2 separate regions of the Mus musculus genome follow, and region 2 is linked to region 1. A link is a contact called in public Hi-C data. All regions are on one chromosome and are shown on one strand. The core of a region is the stretch at or near the end of the contact, and the rest is flanking DNA. Distances in the headings are between cores, read along the strand shown. Region 1 overlaps Tnik (TRAF2 and NCK interacting kinase). Region 2 overlaps Tnik (TRAF2 and NCK interacting kinase).

Region 1 (5,449 bases), core at 2,061-4,560:
CAGACACTGGAGGAGGCGTTTTGTCTTGCCCACTTACAGTGTGGCTCATTCTGGAGGCACTGCGCCTCTCTCACAGGCACCATAGACACTCCCACAGACAAGGTCAGCTCCCCACTACAAAACTCCAAAGCTGAATTCCTCAGGTGCAGCCTTCGCAAATCCCTGAAGTCGGAGGCTGACCCTCTTATGAAAATATAAACATTTGGAGCTTTAGATGTCTGTGCCCTTATTGGAGCCCTGTCCCAGACACTGGCAACCTTGAGAACTTCCCAAGTTCCCTGGGACTTTCTGTGTTAGTACCAAAGAACACCTCTGGGAGCTGCAGCGGTGGCCTGGGAGACTTTGACTGGACCTCCCAGACCCCCTGACGGAGTCTTCCTTTACCCACCCATGCCAACCACAGTAAAGACAGCAAGGCTCGCCCTTTCCTGACAGACAAGGATTCACTTTGCAGGCAGCTGTGATTCAAGCAACACCCAGGCAGACTGTGTCTGGATTACAGGACAGTCTAGATCCTCCCTCCCCTAACCCAGGGCTATAGTTGCATAGTGATAGTGAACCTTTCCCGGCAACTTTTCTACCTTCCTTTACATGGGAACTGGCCCCAGTCACGTCCTTGCTTGTGTTTCCTACCCTGTCACACTTGCTCAGCCACTTTTCCCAGGACTGAAAAGGCCCTTCACCCTCAGGACAGATGGTTCTTAAACTCAGGACTCTTCCTGACCCCGTGACTGCTGTCACACCGTCACTGCTGTCACGAGGATCTAAGTTCCTTGAATCCATCTGCAACATGACTGCCCGGGAGTGTTTGTTGACAAGATTGCCTTTGTTCACAATGACATTTGTGAGTCAGAAAATTTGGATACCACAGTCTTAAAACTGTGTTATCATCCCTAGTGGTAGACAGGACTATAAATAAACTCTGCCCACAGAATCCTCTGGCATTGAGAAAGCATATATTCTCAATCTTGGTATAGAAGAGAAGTGGGGAAAAAATCCTGTATTCTCACTGTGAGAAAGTAAGCTAATAAGATATGTTGATTGAAATAAGAATAGAGAGTATGACCATGATAAAATTACATCATGTCTGTAAGCTGACTTCATTCTTCTATCATTCTGGGGCCAGAGGATTTAAAAACAAAGCACATTTTGCACCCTGAAAAGCTAGCAGGGACATTTGGAAACAGAATGGTGTTCTGGCAGAGGACCAAAAAGTCTAAAAATTTGCATAGTTAGCAGTGCCTGTATGAGCCTCCAGTGGGGAAGACACTGACTTTGGATGTTTCGATACCAGTTATATTGTGGCTTAGGTTTCTGTTAAAATAAAATCAGGGCTGGTGAGATGGCTCAGTGGGTAAGAGCACCCGACAGCTCTTCCGAAGGTCCGGAGTTCAAATCCCAGCAACCACATGGTGGCTCACAACCATCCATGACGAAATCTGACTCCCTCTTCTGGAGTGTCTGAAGACAGCAACAGTGTACTTACATATAATGAATAAATAAATAAAATCTTTAAAAAAAATTACCCCAGCCACGCCAACATAGCTGTCACCTGATGGTGTTTATTTTGAATGGCAGGTGGCTAGTTGTTGACCCCGTGACTTGTTTTCCTTATGAAGTAAAGGTGTGACCCCGAGGGATGTTAATGTCTGTTTGAAATGTGTGTTTTATGAGATCCATCTAATTAGACATCAGCTCTTGATTGTCTGCAAGTTGGAAGCTTTGAGGTCCTGACCCCTTGCTCCCAAGAGCCTTATGGACATGTGCATACTTTGTGTGCGGCCAGGATGGTAGTGTGGGTGGCCTCTGACTGGCTCTGGTCCTTGTTTTTGGTCTCCTGCAGCCCTCTGTGACATGCATCCCATGAGAGCCCTCTTCCTCATCCCACGGAACCCTGCACCTCGGCTCAAGTCTAAGAAGTGGTGAGTTTGCTCCACAGTACTTTTCAGATCTGAGGGCGAAGCTTTCCTGTGATCTTTCACTTTTGTGTGTATGTGTGGACATGTGTCTGCAGGTGCACACACATGTGCTTGTATGTAGATGCCTTGGGTTGGCCTCTGTTATCTTTCACAGTTGCTTTCCTCCCTTACTTCGATAGACAAAGTGTTTTGTTATACCAGAGCCCCAGCCATCTTTCATAGGATTACAGGCACACGCTAGCACACCTGGCTTTCTACACGAGTGCTAGGGTTCTGAACTCAGTTCTCGTGCTTGAATGACAAGCACTGTAGCGACCACACCACCCACCCGGCCTCTCTCTGAGATCTTCTTTTGAGTTACCCCTGATCCCTAGGTCTTTCTGGCTAGATACTTTTTAAAAATGCATGCCACAGCTTGGTAGGTGACATTCTGTATGCCACCATTGATCTTGGACTTGAGGCTTGGCTACCTGCTGTCTATACAGCAGCTTGTTAACCCTATCCTCGAGGCAGGGAGCTATTAGCCAAAATGGAGCCCAAGTAATGGCACGAAAATGATGTGATTTACGACTGCAGGCTATGCTAGCCTGGCTGCACGGCACATTTCTTTGGAAAAGGTGATGATTTAGAGTCAGCCCATTCTATTCCTCAAGACAGTGGCTCCCTGCACGCCCACACAGACCTGCTAATGGTCCCTGTGATGTTTCTGGCATGAGCAATTGTGGTTCTTTGTGAGTTTTTTTTTTTTTCAGTCCCTTTCTTTTTGTGACAGGACATGCTGGCTTTCTATTTGGGGACAGGAGTACAACCTTTGTTCTTAATAAGCTTATCCTGACAAAAAGGTGACTTGTTCTAAAGAGAGCTACTACTTGCTACTCCCTGAGAACGGGGTAAGACAGGAGTGTGGATGGTGAGCAACCAGGTGAGGCTTGGAAATGGAGTCCTCAGGTTATGCCAAATGTTGCCTGTCACTTCTCTGTGTACTTACATTGGGGGTCTTTATGCTTTGTTATACGATGCCCCCCCCGTCTCCCCTGCTGCAGAAGTGGCACGGCCTCCTAATACATTCTTACATCTCCTCTAGCATTGGAGCCAATCCCTACCAGTCTGTGACCTCCTGTGATTTTATAGGCACAAGCCCTGAATAATTCAACTAAACAGGAACAAATTGTTTGTCCCTTTTCCTATGACTTAAGGCTCAGGCCCTTGACTGGCATCCTCCTGTTTCCCACCCACAGACACCACCCACCACATAGAGCAGGCTTAATTACTACCAATCAGCTGGTAATGACATGGCAACCCTGGCTCAACAGAGGAAAGGCACACAGAGGGGAAGGAAACAGAAAAGCCACAAGCAATGACAGTCTCTCAGTTGCCAGACCTGCAAGGGGATTGTGAGTTGCTATTGGTAACCAGGAGGCAAAGCCTTCCCTGCTCTCCTTCCTCTCAGAGGGTCACTGTGGGTAAGAGAAATGCATGTTCTCTCCCCAGCAACAGCCTTTCATTGGGTGCCACATAGCATGTGGTGACAGAGCGCAGGAGGGCCCCTCCTCACTCTTCTGAGATCTTTCTCTCCTTTCCTCCCTGGATCCGACTCCCAGAGAGAGGAGCCAGCTCCGTTCCTTCCCCTGGAAGCAACAGTGACTCTGCAAAGCTTGCTGCCTGCCAGATTTCTGCTTGTAATGTGCCAAGCTTCTGGGGGTGGGGGTTACTGTCTACCGTGGGCCTCACTTCCCATCCCCTCCTCTCCTGTCACTGCTCCGGGGAGGTATTTTAAGCCTTTCCACAGAAGAACAGGCTGGCCATCCGCAGGCATGTGTCATCTCATGGGCTACATTGACTACTTTATCATTTCTATAACAGATACCTGGCAAGATCAAGTTCAGAGAGGATGGTTTCCTTTAGGTCACAATTAAAGAAGGGATACAGCCCATTGTGGAAGAGGAACTAAGGCAGGGGTCATACTGTGTGCACAATCAAGAACACAGAGAGAGATGAGTGCTGATATTCAGCTGTTTTCATCCTCTTTTTTTTTTTTTTTTAATCCAGAGACTCCAAGCCCTGCATGGTGCTACACACATGGGGGATAGATCTCCCCTCCTAAGTAGAACCTAAAGCCTGCTCATTAATGGCATCCTCCCAGGTGTGTCTCTTAGGTAGTTCTAAACCCAGTCAAACTAACAATGAAGACTAGCCACCATATGGCCACTTCTTGTCACCTTGACCCTCGACTATAAAGCTCCACCTCTGGGCCCCAAACGCACATGATCGTCTCATGATGCAAAGTGCCTTTACCTCCTCTACACCAGTCTCCCGAATCTTAACAGCTCCATAACCTGTTGCTTAAAGGCCCAAAGCCTTTGCGATTCTCAAGGTATCTCTTAACTCGAAGACCTGTAAAATTAAAACCCAGCTCACATATTTCCAATATGAAGTAGCACAAAATAAACATTCTCGTTCCAATAGAGAGGGATAGATAAGGAGACTTTAAGGCCTGAGCTTAGCAGGGGAAACACAAAATCCTGAGGTTCAGTGTCAAGCATCCAAGGCTCCTGGTGGTGTCATCTGGTCTCCACCAGCCGTGCCTCTCCTACTCTGCCCACAGCACACATAGCCTCCCTTCGAATGGCTCCACTCCATACCTTTAACTCTCCTTAGTGGCTATCCCATAATCCCAGCAAAATCTAATATACTGAGTTCTGCCTTACAGATGAGGCTTCACTTCACGGCCTTACGCAATGGCTTTCGGGGCTCCTTGAAGAGAATCCTACTTTGCTGGTTACCTTTCAAAGCTCTTGCTACGGGTTCTCACAGTGCACACAGTGAGCTGGGTCCCTCCACATCAATCACTAATCAAGAAAATTCCCCCAAAGACTTGCCTGAAAGCCAGTCTCATAGAGGCATTTTCTCAACGACAGAGAGGTGTCCCTAGATGACATGGGATTGTGTCAAGTTGACAAAAAAATCTAGCCAGCACACACCCTACCCGCCCATCCGGACTATTTTTTAGAGTTCCATGCCTGCTGTTAGGCACTTTAGTTTTGAGATAGAACAAAGGTAGGGCTGTAGGGCTATAGGGCTGTAGGCGTGCGTGCGTGCGTGCGTGCGTGCGTGTGTGTGTGTGTGTGAGTGTGTGTGTGTGTGTGTGTGAGTGTGTGTGCCAAATGAAAATAATGATGATATAAAGTAGATGTCACAAAATATTTGAGATACATTGAACTGGTTAGTTTGTACTGTGACTGTATACTTCACCAAAATCAAAACCCAAACTGAAGCATGAGTTTTTTTAAATTAACCTGTTCTGTTCTGCTTCCCCAAATCCATCTACAGCAATCCCTTTAAACAATGCTGTGCAGCCACCTGCTACATAATAAAATTCGGGTTAGCAATGGACTCCATGTATGACAGTGGTGCCTTAAGACTGAACCACCTGGTGCCTCTGCAGCCATGTTGGCAGGAGCAGATAGGTTCTATGATGTTCCCATAATGACAAAGTCATCTTTCAAACTCTGCCACTGAACACTGCTCAG
Region 2 (5,449 bases), core at 780-3,279, 81 kb after region 1:
AAATATGTAACACAGCAGGAGGAACAGTCGCAGACTAGTTGTACGATGGTATAGGCTGAATAAGCAGATTTTTAGGAGAGTCATGAGTACTGCATATAAATGCTAATGTTCTTCTAGAAGCCACAGATTTACAAATCAAAAGCCCAGGAGTGAGATGCCCTTCAAGTTGTTAATCAGAAAACCCTCTCAAAATCTAAACAAAACAAAAACCAAGTAAACAAACCACCCAAAACCATTTTCATTGCTTGGTTGCCCACCAGAACTTAATTGCAAGACCCTTTTGCTAACAATACCACAGACTTTGTTCACAGAACATGGTAAATCAAGTTGACACTGACCTGGCTGTGTAGTGATAAGCAAAAGGATAAACAAGCATGTGTTCTAGTGAAAGAGAAGGAAGGAATGAAGAGACAGTATGCTAACAAATTAAAAATCTCAAGGCCAAAGCTATGGCTCAGTTAATATAATGCTTGCTTGCAAGCACGGGGACCTGATTTCAATCAGGACCTATGTAAAAATGGCATACATGGTGACTTGTGCCTTTAATTCCATTTCTGGGATGACAGAGACAGGAGGATCCCTGAGGCTCAATGGCCAGCCAGCCTAGCCTAATTGGTAAGTTCCAGATCAAAAAGAAATCTTTCCTCAAAGGAAGTAGATGGCTTTCTTTAGGATAAAACCCAATTCCAGCTTTTCCCACATCATATCATACACACACACACACACACACACACACACACACACACACACACACACATTAAAGAATTATAAATGGCAGTAAGAAATGTTAAAGAATAAAGGCTAGTGGGACTGGGCATAGATAGTTCTTGAGACAGTATTTTAGATAAAGTATCTATCTCTTGGAATAAAAATAGAGGAAGGAGAAGAAGCCAGACAACAGACAAGTAGAGGAAACACCAAGTAGAAAGGCAGGGCAAGGTTCCCTTTGTCAAGAAGGTTGGGGGGCATGGTGGATGTCTCTGCTGATTCCATCATTTTTCCTTGGAAATCAGGAAGCTCTCAGAGTCTGAGTTGAGAACAGGGTGGAAAATAGCTTAAGATGCTCCAGAAATGGAAACTCCAACCTAGGCGCGTTAAATACAGAATATTCTCGAAGTCGCTGCAATAATCACATGAATAATGTTAGTGGCAAATTTTATGTCATGTGCATTTACTGCAATAAGAAGTGAGGGCAGGAAGTGGTATTTCCCCATGTTTGCACATTGGCATGACTCTTCTTTCCCACCTCAGACCCACCGGAGCTCCAGGGAACAATGAGCAGTACAACATGGGGATGGTCGGGACACATGGGCTGGAAACTTCGCATGCGGACACCTTTGGCGGCAGCATTTCAAGAGAAGGAACCTTGATGATCAGAGAGGTAAGTTGGTGCAGCAGCTGTCAGAAGGACATACCTTCCTTAAATGACTTTCCTATTCAAACTTTTACATAGGATGCTTATGCATATATTATAAGTGTTCTGGCTAAACAGGAGGATAGGAACCTAAGAGTCTTAAGTGGATGAGTGATTTTAATTATCTGCTGTCTTTTTTTCTGGGTCTTCCCAAGTTTCTGCAAAGTGACTTAATTATGCATTAGTCCCCATTCTTCAATAGGAGCTATGCAAATGTGATTATAAAATCTGAGCCTGAGGACATAAAACTAGAAAGCACAGATGTCCTCAACACCAGGAAAACAGAAGTGAATGGCCTTTATTAATAGCAAGAATAGTTTTTCGAGTCTCTTCCCCCATGAATGGTTTGTTCCTTATGGATTTCATATAAAATGCTCAGTAATGCCAAGAAACTGTGCTAGAGAACAAAGAAACACAGAAGTCAACTAGGAGGCGTATCTTTGGCATTTATTTTTATCTTTAAATTTTGAGGTTTAAAAAAAATTAGTTACTTTCATGTGTATGGGTGTTTTGCCTACATGTATGTCTGTGTACCAGGTGCATGTCTAATGTCTACAGAGACAAGAAGAGGGGGTTGGATCTGCCTGGAGTTGCAGGCACTTGTGAGCTGTCATGTGGATTCTGGGAATGGAGCCAGTCCTCTGGAAGAACAGCTAGTGCTCTTAAATGCTGAGTCTCCCTCCAGCCCTTGGGAAGGTTTTTTTTTGTTGTTGTTGTTCATTAAGTCTGGGAACATGGCTTCATTTTTTGGGAAGCACATGTTCCCCTTCACCTTTCACTGAGCTCCCCGCTGTATCTTTGTTAACCTGAAGTGCCCCAAGAAATTGGAAGCCATCTTCTGTCTTCATTTTATGTGATTTTGAAAGTAATGACAAGTAACATTGAGAAATGTTGACATTCGTACCCCTGCATCTGTTTTGGTCCTCTGTAAAACTTCATCAATGGGTTACAGAACTGGATCCATGTATAAACTGCTTACCACTTGAGTATGAAGACAAGAACTTGGATCCCCAGAACCCTCAAAAAAGCCAAGCAGGTTGGGCAGCCGCTTGAAATCTCAGCACTCAGGAGGCAGAGGCAGGGACTCCCTGGAACAATCTCCTTACTTAGACTGGCCAGAATTGGCAGGTTCTGGGTCTGGGGAGACACTGCCTTAACTAATAAAGGGGAGATAAATAAAGGGTAGCACCTTGCATCATTTTTAGATGCGTGCACACACACGCACACCTTCATAAATAGTAGCATATTGTATAAAATGGCTGAGAACATGGAATTGGCTAGTAAGTAAATATAAGTGTTGATAAAAGTTCACTATTTGGGCTGGAGAGATGGCTCAGCAGTTAAGAGCACTGACTGCTCTTCCAGAGATTCTGAATTCAATTCCCAGCAACCACATGGTGGCTCACAACCACCTGTAATGGGATCTGATGCCCTCTTCTGGTGTGTTTGAAGCCAGCATAGTGTACTAACATACATTAAATAAATAAATAAATAAATAAATAAATAAATAAATAAATCAAGAAGAAGAAGAAGGAGAAGAAGGAGAAGAAGGAGAAGAAGGAGAAGAAGGAGAAGGAGAAGAAGGAGAAGAAGGAGAAGAAAGAGAAGGAGAAGAAGGAGAAGGAGAAGAAGGAGAAGAAGGAGAAAGGAGAAGAAAGAGAAGGAGAAGGAGGAGAAGGAGAAGAAAGAGAAGAAGGAGAAAGAAGAAGAAGAAGAAAAGAAGGACCAAGAAACAAATGCTCAAGAAGTAAGGGAGATTTTTTTAACATGTTTTCATTGGAAATTTTGTAAATCTGTCTCATAAGAAAAAGATATGGGCTGGTGAGATGGCTCAGTGGTTAAGAGCACTGACTGCTCTTCCAGATGTCCTGAGTTCAATTCCCAGCAACCACATGGTGGCTCACTACCATCTGAAAGGGGATCAGATGCCCTCTTCTGGTGTTTGAAGACAGCTACAAGTGTACTCATGTAAAATAAATAAATAAATAAATAAATAAATAAATACTTTTAAAAAGTAGTATATATTTTTTAAAGGTTCACTATTTTATTTTATTATCACCATAAACTCCAGTCTTCTCTAGCTTCTTACCATAGCCCACTCCTCCTTCTAAAGCATAGACAGACAGAATAGTCATCCTCCCTTCAAACAGGACAGGTCTAGGAAACTCCATTTACAGACTTTGCTCTCCAAAAGGACAGAGGGCCTCTAACAGTAGTAAGGAAGAAAGAAATGGTAGTTTCTAAATGAGTAAGACCTTCGAAGTAAAATTGGCAGTGCAGTTATAACTAGAAGACTAGCTCGAATAGCAACTTGCTGGAATTTTTATTTTATGCCCCTGTCAAATCTTTCAAGTAGACTTTAAAGAATGCTTCCCAAGTGTCAACAACATTTTTCTTTATACAGACAAGGCTTCTCACTGGCCTGGAGTTTTGTTTTGTTTTGTTTTTTACCAAGTCAGGTAAGCTGTCTGGCTAGTGAAGTCAGTGGTCCACCTATCTTGGCGTCCTAATTTCTGGAATTACATTCATCTTGGCAATTTAACTCGGGTCTTCAGGTGTGCAAGGGCAGCACCTTATTATCTAAGCCATCTCTTCAGTCCCAAAGTGTGAGGTCTTAAAATATCAAACTATTAATCAGATGCTTCAGATAGAGAAGAGAAGAAAGAAAGGAAAGGAGGGGAGGGGAGGGGAATGGAAAGCAGAGGAGAGGAGAGGAGAGGAGAGGAGAGGAGAGGAGAGGAGAGGAGAGGAGAGGAGAGGGAAGAGAGAAGAGTGCTGGTGGAGAAATAGGGACAGTCTATAAAGAAGTAGTTTGTGTGATTATGGAAGACAAAAATTCCAACGATCCTTGCACCTGTGGTAGTATGAGTCCCAGTGCAGAAGTGGGTAAAGATGAGATGTCTCAGCTCAAGTAGTGAGCAAGACTGAGACTAGGCAAGCCGTGGGCTGCAGGGATGGCTCAGTGGATAAGAAACATCTGCCACACAAGGATGAGGATCTCAGGGTGAAACCCCAGAAGCCATGTAAAGCCAGAATTGCTTGTGTGCAGATGTAACCAACATGCCTCTGTGGTGAAAGGACAAGCAGAGACAGGAGAATCCCCAAGGCTTGTGCTTCAACTAGCTTGGATTACACACCGCTAACCAACAAGAAATTGTCTAAATAAGCCAGAGGGTGAGGCCCAACACCCAAGCCTGTTCTTTGAGCTCTCTAGGTTGTGCTCCTCCGCTGTGGGCCCACATCCACAAATACAACCACGTGTATTCCACACAACATTTATTTTAAACATTTCTTCTTCTGCCTTTTGTTCTATTCTGGACCTCTTGGTTCCTGCTACCCCCGGGAATGATAATCCTGCTACTGATTCCACTAATTCAAAAGTTCGCCTTCTTGATGCTCAGTAACAGTGTGGCAGACATGCCTAGAAATAATATTTAATCTGCGTACCTGGTGGCTCAGTTAATTTGATACATAAGATCAACCATCAGATGAGCCCTGAGGTTTAAAAAGAAACCTATCAACAACACATATATTTAAAAATTAATTCAGGCTACAGTAAAAGAAAATAAAATTTACAAACTTCAATTGTATCTTGTTGTGATAAGATTTAGCTTATAGGATCCTGTGAGCTCACTTCCACAGGATGGACATCAGACACTCATTCAGCTTATTCTTCAGAGAATAGAAAGAAGAGCTCTGAAAGACTCTACTGGCCATGCTACCTAGGACTGTCCCACGCCTAGTGCCTTGGTGCTCTCCCTAGCTGCTGTCCTTCTGTGTCCTCCTGTCTTATCTTACACCTCCATGGAACCATTTTCCAGTCCACTAGAGTGTGCCACACCAGCCAGGTCTTACCAGCCAGCTCATCTCCAGTGTCCCATCTCCTGGAAATGCTATTTTGCTTTTTACTCCCTTCTATTCTTTTCTGCCTCAGCTTTCCTTTCTAGAAGCCTTTTCTGGCTGTCAAGGATAGCAGCGCTTTCCCGAAGCTCCTCATGTCCTCTCTAGTTTCTACCCACCTACCCCATAGAGTAA

Evidence for each region. A called contact is a pair of places that touch in the nucleus more often than the background predicts.
Region 2: a contact with region 1 is called in a Hi-C map of forebrain, with 2.4 times the contacts expected there. The contact joins two enhancer-like sites. A contact is called at or near these places in 6 of 484 Hi-C or Micro-C datasets (the AML12 cell line, the HL-1 cell line, embryonic stem cells and 2 more) and 3 of 9 other capture datasets (adipose tissue, liver and pancreatic islet).

What each region holds. Positions count from the first base shown.
Region 1 is chr3:28,555,196-28,560,644 of GRCm38.p6, forward strand. It overlaps Tnik (TRAF2 and NCK interacting kinase), which reads left to right. Exons shown (of 33, transcript NM_026910.1): 9 at 1,844-1,922. Among named protein-coding and RNA genes, the nearest start is that of Gm52603, 130 kb to the right of the region's middle. Within about 2 kb of position 3,311, at least 82 of the 459 cell types and tissues checked have an H3K27ac peak or open chromatin away from gene starts, as enhancers often do. A contact at or near this core is called in forebrain, where this site is marked.
Region 2 is chr3:28,637,137-28,642,585 of GRCm38.p6, forward strand. Tnik (TRAF2 and NCK interacting kinase) reads left to right here. Exons shown (of 33, transcript NM_026910.1): 23 at 1,252-1,381. Among named protein-coding and RNA genes, the nearest start is that of Gm52603, 47 kb to the right of the region's middle. Within about 2 kb of position 2,030, at least 26 of the 459 cell types and tissues checked have an H3K27ac peak or open chromatin away from gene starts, as enhancers often do. A contact at or near this core is called in forebrain, where this site is marked.